Regions from separate parts of the Mus musculus genome. Here region 2 is linked to region 1. The links are chromatin contacts, called in public Micro-C maps. All regions are on one chromosome and are shown on one strand. Each heading gives the region's core, a stretch centred on a gene start, on an enhancer-like site or on the middle of the called end of the contact. The rest is flanking DNA. Distances are from core to core; before and after follow the strand shown. Region 1 overlaps Gm38475 (a long non-coding RNA gene). Region 2 overlaps Rassf8 (Ras association (RalGDS/AF-6) domain family (N-terminal) member 8).

Region 1 (3,771 bases), core at 486-2,985:
GAGGATGACTTCAAAGCTATGATAATCTCAGTCATTGGATTCTTAGTAGCCTTAAGGCTCTGTCAAGAATCAGCAAGGAGATCAATGGCAACAGTCTCTGGAGCTAACAGCGCTGGGCCTCCCACACGTCCCGCAGCACATCTGAAGCGTCAGACACAGGAGTGACTCCATAAACAGTACGCAGAGACCATCTGATGTAAGGGGAATGCGGGAGTGAACGGCAACCTGGATATCGTCTAAGACAACGCGGGCTAAGCTGAGTAGAACAGCAGTCTGTGGTGGAGACGGGTCTCTCAGTGGCACATGGTACTTACACAGCCACAAAGAAGTCGATGCTTCTAGCAGGCATTACACATTCGCTACATTTCACATTCGCTACACATGACAATGAGAAACATGCATTTGCTTGCGTGCTTATAGCTGTCCTCAGGGTAGCACTACCATGGTGTTACTTACAAAGAAGTGGATGTTTGGAGAGGTTAAGTATCTTGTGCAAGCTCACACAGCTATGCCATCCTCAGTGTTTGAACATGACTGCCCAACTGTGCTGCTTTAGAAAGTTGTTTGGAGGTGAAGTCTGGCAGAAGGAAGTGAGTCACTATTGGAGGTGAGGGGCGGGTCATGAGGGTTGTAACTCAGCCTTGCTTCCTGTTCACCCTCTCTGCTCCCTGCTCTGGTAAGATGTGACCTCACAGCCTATGTCCCCATTGCTACAGTGGAGAACAATCCACCACCACACCTTTACCACTGGGGCAGGCTACACCCCTCAAACTGAGAACCTGAGTAAACCACGCCCCCTTCCACAGCTCCTTGGTGGGTATTAACCACCTGCTCAGGACACTTCAAGTCAGTCACTTGCTCATTCCATGTCTGCCTCATCTCAGACCTATAGGCGACTTCAGCTTCTTGTCCTCGTGACAACCAGCATTTAGGTGTCACTGACCCAGGCCACTCACGCTTTCCTCCATGAAATGTCTCTGTTGGAGTTGGTTTGATGCTGCCATGTACACAAATGCTAAATACTGGCTCTCAAGATTAGGCTGCCTGCAATTAGGAGATCCCCAACGACACTAAATGATACTCTGTAAGCCTTGCTCCCCAACTTAATTGGTCAATAAAAACCTTTGCTCCCCAAGTTAATCAGTCAATAACTGCCTGTGGTTGGGCAGTAGAGAGAGAAAGGCAGGACTTGAAGACTGCGTGAGGGGTCTCAGGAAAGAGAGCAGAGAAGAGAAGAAAGGACACAGAGGGAGGAGGAGGCCTCCATGAAAGGAGATGGACCATGAGCACGTGGCCAGGAGGATCAGCAAGTGACAAGGGACATATGGCTGGGATGTAAGTTAGAATAGCTCAATTTTAACTAAGCCTGCCCAATCTAGGCTTACAGCTTGTAAATAAATACCAGTATTGTAAGGTTTTTATACAAGCTAGATAGAATATATTAATTCTACTATAAATTGGCCCACAACTTAACAGCAGTTAGAATCCAAGCTTACAGCTTGACAAGGCCTGGGTAAAAGGGTGGGGGTGGGGGAGTCAGCACAGCTGGACAAGAGGCCTGGTCTTTTTAAAAAAAAAAAAAAAGAGAGAGAGAGAGAGAACAAAAGCAGACAGAAGCCCTAGAGAGAGCTAGGCCTGAGGCTGTGGGTGAAGGCCTGAAGCAGTGCAGAAGCCCAGTGGGTTGGAGAGGCCTGGCCAGGAAGGCAGGAGGCTGAACCAGTGGGGCAACCTTCTGGACTGAGCTGAGGGGGAGGAGCTGCGCTGAGGGGGCGGAGCTGCACTGAGGGGCGGGGCGGAGCTGAGGAGGCGGAGCTGGCTGCCTTAGACACCTGCTGACCCCAGGAGCCTGCAGAGACCCAGAAGTTCAAAGGGAACATTGCTTCTGAGCTGCAATAAAACTAACAGCCCCAAGCGTCCTAACTGCGGAGGCACTAAGTTTAAAATTGGTAAATCGACATCCCTAAAGCGAGTCAGAGATTAAAGGGAAAAATACTTTCCATGTTAAAAAATGGAAAACACTCCAGCAGAAGGCGCTTGGATCTTGTACGGTTTTGTTTTTCCTTGTTGCCATGGAGCTAGCGACAGCACATTCAGTAGCACCATGGTTTCTGTGCCCTCTCTGAGGAAGATCAAATGAAACAGACTTGGGTAAAGAGAGATCTGAAAGATGGAACGCTAAATTAGTCAGGAAAAATAGAGGAAGAAAAAAGGAAACTGGTGGCAGCTGGAACTCAGAGCTCTCTGGCTGTGAGATGTTTGTTAGCGCTTGCTGCTACACGGGCTCAGGTACAGTGTGGCAACGCCTGACTTCCAAGGCCTGTGAGATAACCTAACACAGCTGGCCCCCAACTTAGAATTCTCTTGTTTCCTTGCTTGGATTTTGTTTGAATGTTTTTGTTTTTCCCTAATAGCAGGGAAACAGGAAGGATATTTTTATTGGTTGACTTTACTAACACATAGAAGAATTTTAAAGATTTTAAGTAAATTCAGAATGTCACTACAATTTATAAGATATAGCAATTTGCAAACATCCAAAATGACACATTTTTTCCATAAAAGTACTATCTAGGTTTTTGCTTAATAATAAATAATATATCCTTAATGATCTAAAAGGTAAATACATATTGATCTCAAATTTATATAAAGAAAAAGGGGAATATAGACATATTTATCTACATAAGGTATATTTATAATTTCACTTTGAAAGATAATGCTTTTTCTGTTGGCAAAAATAATTTTGCCCTAGGAAAGATATTTTCTAGTAGTCAATATAAGGACCCAGAGTTAGGGTTGGGGCAGGGTTATCTTCCATCTAAATTATTAGAAATAAGATTTGACCGGGGAAGACACCCTGAATATCTTGGCTACAGACAGACAGAGAGAGATTGGCAATATCAACAAGATAGGTTAATATATATCTGTTCTGTCTACATGAGAAAAGCTCTGAGACCAACTGAGACATGAATATGAATGTATGTGTGTGTGTGTGTGTGTGTAGTCAATAAATCTTGTTGGCAACCAAGTCTTCAGGACTTACCATGCCATTGTTTTAAGTGGCATATATATTAGTCTATGTTACAGTTTTGTTACACGATCCAAACTAACTTATAAAGACAGACAGATAATTTTCAGCTGCTCAAACAAGAACAAAGAATCATCTTTAACTGATCTATGCACCTTGCACATTATATACACTATTGGTACAGAACTGTCTATTACTTGTGAGAGCTTACATGTTAACAGAAAATGACAACCGAGGAAGTGGCCCTAACCGGATCCACCCTTGTGGGTGCTGGGATGCCTGATCTGGCCTCAGACTGCCTCAAAGCTGTTTCCTTGGGAGACTTGCTTCCAGAATGGCTTCAGGGAAGGCTGTTGGCCCCAGATGACCACAGTTCATCCAGCCTTGCACACTGATCCAGCCAGGACTTCAATTAGGCCTTGAACTTTCCCACCCCACAGAGACTGGACAACAAACGGTGCAGCCAGTTCTCCCAGGACTTGGCCAATATCCCACTTTTCACAGAGTCCCAAATCTCTTAGGATTCCCAAAAGATGCTGTTGCCCCTAAATAGCAGGAAGTGATCTTAAGTAGACATGTTCCCCCATTGCCAAGACATGGGATGGATGATTTTGGTCATTTTACTGGATAAAGGATGCTTGTTGTTATAAAGAGGTTGGTTACAAGTTATTAATGGTCTTGATCGGGGAAAAACAAGGTTAGGAGGTTAGACTCGGGGATTTCTTTCTTTCCCTTTCTTTTCTCTATCC
Region 2 (4,177 bases), core at 534-3,033, 240 kb after region 1:
CACCACAACACAGGAACACCCACAGTACAGGAACACCACAACACAGGAACACCCACAGTGCAGGAACACCCACAGTACACGAACACCCACAGTACAGGAACACCACAGTGCAGGAACACCACAGTACAGGAACACCCACAGTACAGGAACACCACAACACAGGAACACCCACAGTGCAGGAACACCCACAGTACAGGAACACCACAGTACAGGAACACCACAGTACAGGAACACCCACAGTACAGGAACACCCACAGTACAGGAACACCTACAGTGCAGGAACACCACAGTACAGGAATACCTAAGGTACAAATGTCTCCCTCTGTCTACTGCTCAGTGTTTAAGATATTCTGTAATTTTAAGTCTTAAGTCAGGGACAGACAAACTTAGAAATAGAAACTAATTGATATCAAGTCCATTGATAGGCCACTTGGCCATGAAGACACTGAAATGACAAGGCACATAAATGTGCCAGGCTGCATAAATTGGCTTTCCTGTAACTCTCATCTGTGTTCTCTAGTGTGCTGTTACTCATCTCAGTTTGCCAAGATGTGGACAGTTTCTTCATTTTTGTAAAGATGTTGCTGAGCTTGTGAGTGCATGTGTGTGTGTGTGTGTGTGTGTGTGTGTGTGTGTGTGTGTGTTTTATGATGTAATATTAAACTGTAATTGTAAGAAATGCTGACTTGTAAAATAATTGAACTTATTTTGTTTGAATATTCTTTGTAAAAGTAAATGAGATTGAGATGAATAGCATGCTAGTGGTGTTCTGAAGTTGTCCTCTGCCTGTTCTCAGTCATAGTTCATCTTTTCATCTTTCAATAAGGACCTGGCTGTACTCGCCGCAGAAGCAGGGGCCATGACTCTGACCACACTCCAGCTCAGTGTCAGGCTGCTTGCAAGGCCTGCTGTTAGCTGGTGTTTGCTAAGTTCTTGTCAGTACTAGTTATTTTTCTTTTCACCATGGGCTTTGCCTGTTAGGCAGTCCCAGTATTCAAGGCTGGACTCTCTGCTTTTAGTTTAGACCTTCACAGAGCCAAGAGGTTTTCTTTTGAGGGAATATTCATCCACTGTTTGTTTCAACTTTGGAAAACTTGGAAGATATCACAGGCTGATTTAGTGGTCTTGTTGTCATTTAGTTAGGTTTTTGTTTTGTTTCCTCATTTGGCTTTGTTTTAGGTTATCTAACTAATCTCTGATTCTAAGATCTAGTGCTTTGGTTTGTCTTTTAGGTAAGGATTTGCTTCTGTTGGGCCTGCGATCTTAAGATCTCCTAATAATCCCTCAGTGCAACCCTCGCGTCTCAGCTGTGTTCTTCATCTTAGTCAGTCTGAACGTTGTCACTCTGTCTTGTTACATAGGACCTGGCAGAGGAGTCTTTGTAGATGCTAGAGTTGTCTACATGTGGAGATCTTTGGGAAAGCCTCATGAACTACAGAATCCTGTGTAGGCTTTATCCTGAGTGAGCACACTTCTTGGGCAATTATAAAGTTTAACATCTCTGAACATTACCAAAGTTTCTCTCTAGAGTCTGGGCTGCTCGTAAAGAGAGTTGTTTGAGAGCAGCTCGATGTATCTGTCCACATAACTCAGTGTGACAGTATCTTCTTCCTTTTAAATTCTGCACTATAGTAGTTTCCATCCTATGGTACTGAGGTCAAGGTCCCGAGGCAGAGGAAAATCCCAGCCGGATGGAATTTACCAGAATGCTAGAGACACTGCATGAACACACCGTCCTAGGTGCTTTCTGTGGACTCCCTGCTAGAGAGCTGCCCTTGCTGCAGGGCTCACACACCCAGGACACCACCTTGCTTCATGAGCTGCTGAACAGGTCAGAAAGCAGAGCCTCCCCTGTCTTCACCAGGGTTCCTTTGCCAGAACTTCACCTGCTGAACCATCCACAAAAATATTTAGGAGCCTGGACCTAATTTCATAGAAGAGGCAAGATGTTGAAGTCGGAGCACAGAAAGCAGTGTCCACTACTAAACACAGCCCAAATGGTTCATGATGCAGAGCCCTTCACTCTGATCTCATTGCTGTTGACGCATCTGTAAAGGGCTTGCGCATTGCTAAGCACTGTAGTTTACTCTGGACTAAGGAAACTTACTACACTTTCCGGTTGGAGTCTGTAGACTCTGAACCTTGGAGAAGAACCTTGTTAGAAACAAACAGATCTTGCTAACACACAAAGGAACACAGGATTAAAGAGAACACAGGATTATCAGGGAATTTCTTTTTACCAAGAAGAGTGCAACAAGCCCCAGGGCATGCTAACACACAGGACAGGAAGCACACTTTGTTTTATTTTAACCCAGAGAGTAACTGTCTTTACTCACTCGCTGGGGTCCAACCTCAGTCTCTTGCAATTATCTCATTTTTAATGACTCAAGTAAAGCAAATGAAGGATGGAAAGAAAGAGGTCGACCGTGTAAGTCACTTATGTGCCTTTGTGTAAGCAAAAGTTTTACCAACTGGGGATTAAAACATTTGCATAAGAGTTTTACAAGGTGAGGGAGATAAAAGATTGGAATTCCTATCATAAACAAAAGTATAGTGTTTGAAGGAAAAGAATAATATTTAATATTTCTTACAACTTTTTATTCTTTTAAATGTTTATGTTTTAAAAGCATTATATTATTTCATCCTGTTATTTGTGGTAGTCATTAAAACAAAATCATAAATATCACACAAGCCTTAGGAATGGGCATGGCCATGCTGGGACTTCATTCTTGGTGAAATAGAAGCAGCTCTAGAGATTGTTCACCTTTAGAAAATATGTCTTTTAATTTAAAAATAATTAAACATATTTGAGTGTATGGAGTTAAAAAAATCCTACTATAACATCTCTTACTAGAAGAAATAAAATTGAGGCTGGAGAGATGGTCAGCTGTAGAAGCACTTAGCTCTTCTTCCAGAGGACCCCAGTTCAGCTCCTAGCACCCACACCAACTTCAGCTTCAGGGATCCAATGCTTGCAGCTTCCTAAGGCTCTTGCACTCACTCACATGCATGTGTCTATGCATGGCACACATGCACATAATAAAAATAAAAAACAAAACAGCAAGAACTGAAAAAACCTGTAAGTCGTGTGCTAAAATATAATAAAACCAAAACCATTTGGTAAGACCAAATATATTTCTTCTTTACTAGGAGTAGAAGCCAAACAATGTATCTTTAATTTCTTAGTAAAACTTGGAATCACAGAAAGATTACACCACTCAGCAGGATTTTGCTGTGGCTGGCTCCAGCTATTATTCTGATGGCCCATGCCGCTCTGAAGAAACCAGGCCTTGGGTGGACACTGGGTCAAGCCTAGGTGGCAACCTGCCTACCAGAAGGCTCTTCCAGTGCACTAGCAGGCTGAGTATGGCCCCAGTTCAGATGGCTGCCTTTGACCTCCTTGCAGACAGTTCAGTCTTTTAAAATATGGCTTCATGAGTGGCTTGAGCTGCCGCGCCCCAGTTTTCCTGAAGCCTTTCTCCTCTCCGGGCTTACCTGCACCCTAGCAGATTTAGGTGTGCCATGCATGAGACAAGGAAGGGAGAAAGAGGAAGGATCGAGCTGCCACTGGGAAACAACGTGTAGAAAATCCCAAGTGATCCATTGCCAGACTGCTGTTACATACAGATCAGGAGTCAGTTGTGTTTCTGTACCCTACTGAGGAGCCATCACAAAATAAATTTAAAATGCTTGCATAAAGCACTACGAAAAAGAATAAAATGATTAGGGATGCAATTCTACAAAAATTATAGAAGCTAGACACAAAATGCCATTAAACATTATTGGAACAAACTAAGACCTAATAAGGACAGACCATGTTGCAGATCCAGTAGGTGTCCATGTGCAAAAGAAAGAAGGTGGCCTCATTCTCACTTCATCGACTGAATGGAAGTAATAAGAGATTTAAAGTAAAGAAGAAAAATCAAAACCTCTTGAGCTAAGGTGTGACTCCTCAGGAAGCAGACAGCAGCTCCTTGTATAGAACACTAAGTTCCAGAGCAACAGAAGAGTACACTAGATATCAGAAATAAAACTTGGGTTCAAAAAAGGGACAAGAAACTCTTCTGAAATGGAAAATATTTGCAAATAGTTTGTTTGATAAAGGACTTACTTCTTACAACCTAGTTGGTTTTTAAACACAGTTAGCTCAAGACTAAGTCAGCTCAAGGAGAAGACT

Evidence for each region. Hi-C and Micro-C count contacts between places; a contact is called where the count stands out from the background.
Region 2: a Micro-C map of trophoblast stem cells shows a contact between it and region 1, with 2.3 times the contacts expected there. The contact joins two enhancer-like sites. A contact is called at or near these places in 5 of 484 Hi-C or Micro-C datasets (bone marrow-derived macrophages, megakaryocyte progenitors, trophoblast stem cells and 1 more) and 1 of 115 datasets of contacts at active chromatin or transcription factors (astrocytes).

Annotation. Positions count from the first base shown.
Region 1 is chr6:145,544,381-145,548,151 of GRCm38.p6, forward strand. All of the region lies in intron 1 of Gm38475 (a long non-coding RNA gene), which reads right to left. Among named protein-coding and RNA genes, the nearest start is that of Gm38475, 68 kb to the right of the region's middle. Within about 2 kb of position 1,736, at least 56 of the 459 cell types and tissues checked have an H3K27ac peak or open chromatin away from gene starts, as enhancers often do. A contact at or near this core is called in trophoblast stem cells, where this site is marked.
Region 2 is chr6:145,786,593-145,790,769 of GRCm38.p6, forward strand. All of the region lies in intron 1 of Rassf8 (Ras association (RalGDS/AF-6) domain family (N-terminal) member 8), which reads left to right. Among named protein-coding and RNA genes, the nearest start is that of Gm15704, 40 kb to the left of the region's middle. Within about 2 kb of position 1,784, at least 13 of the 459 cell types and tissues checked have an H3K27ac peak or open chromatin away from gene starts, as enhancers often do. A contact at or near this core is called in trophoblast stem cells, where this site is marked.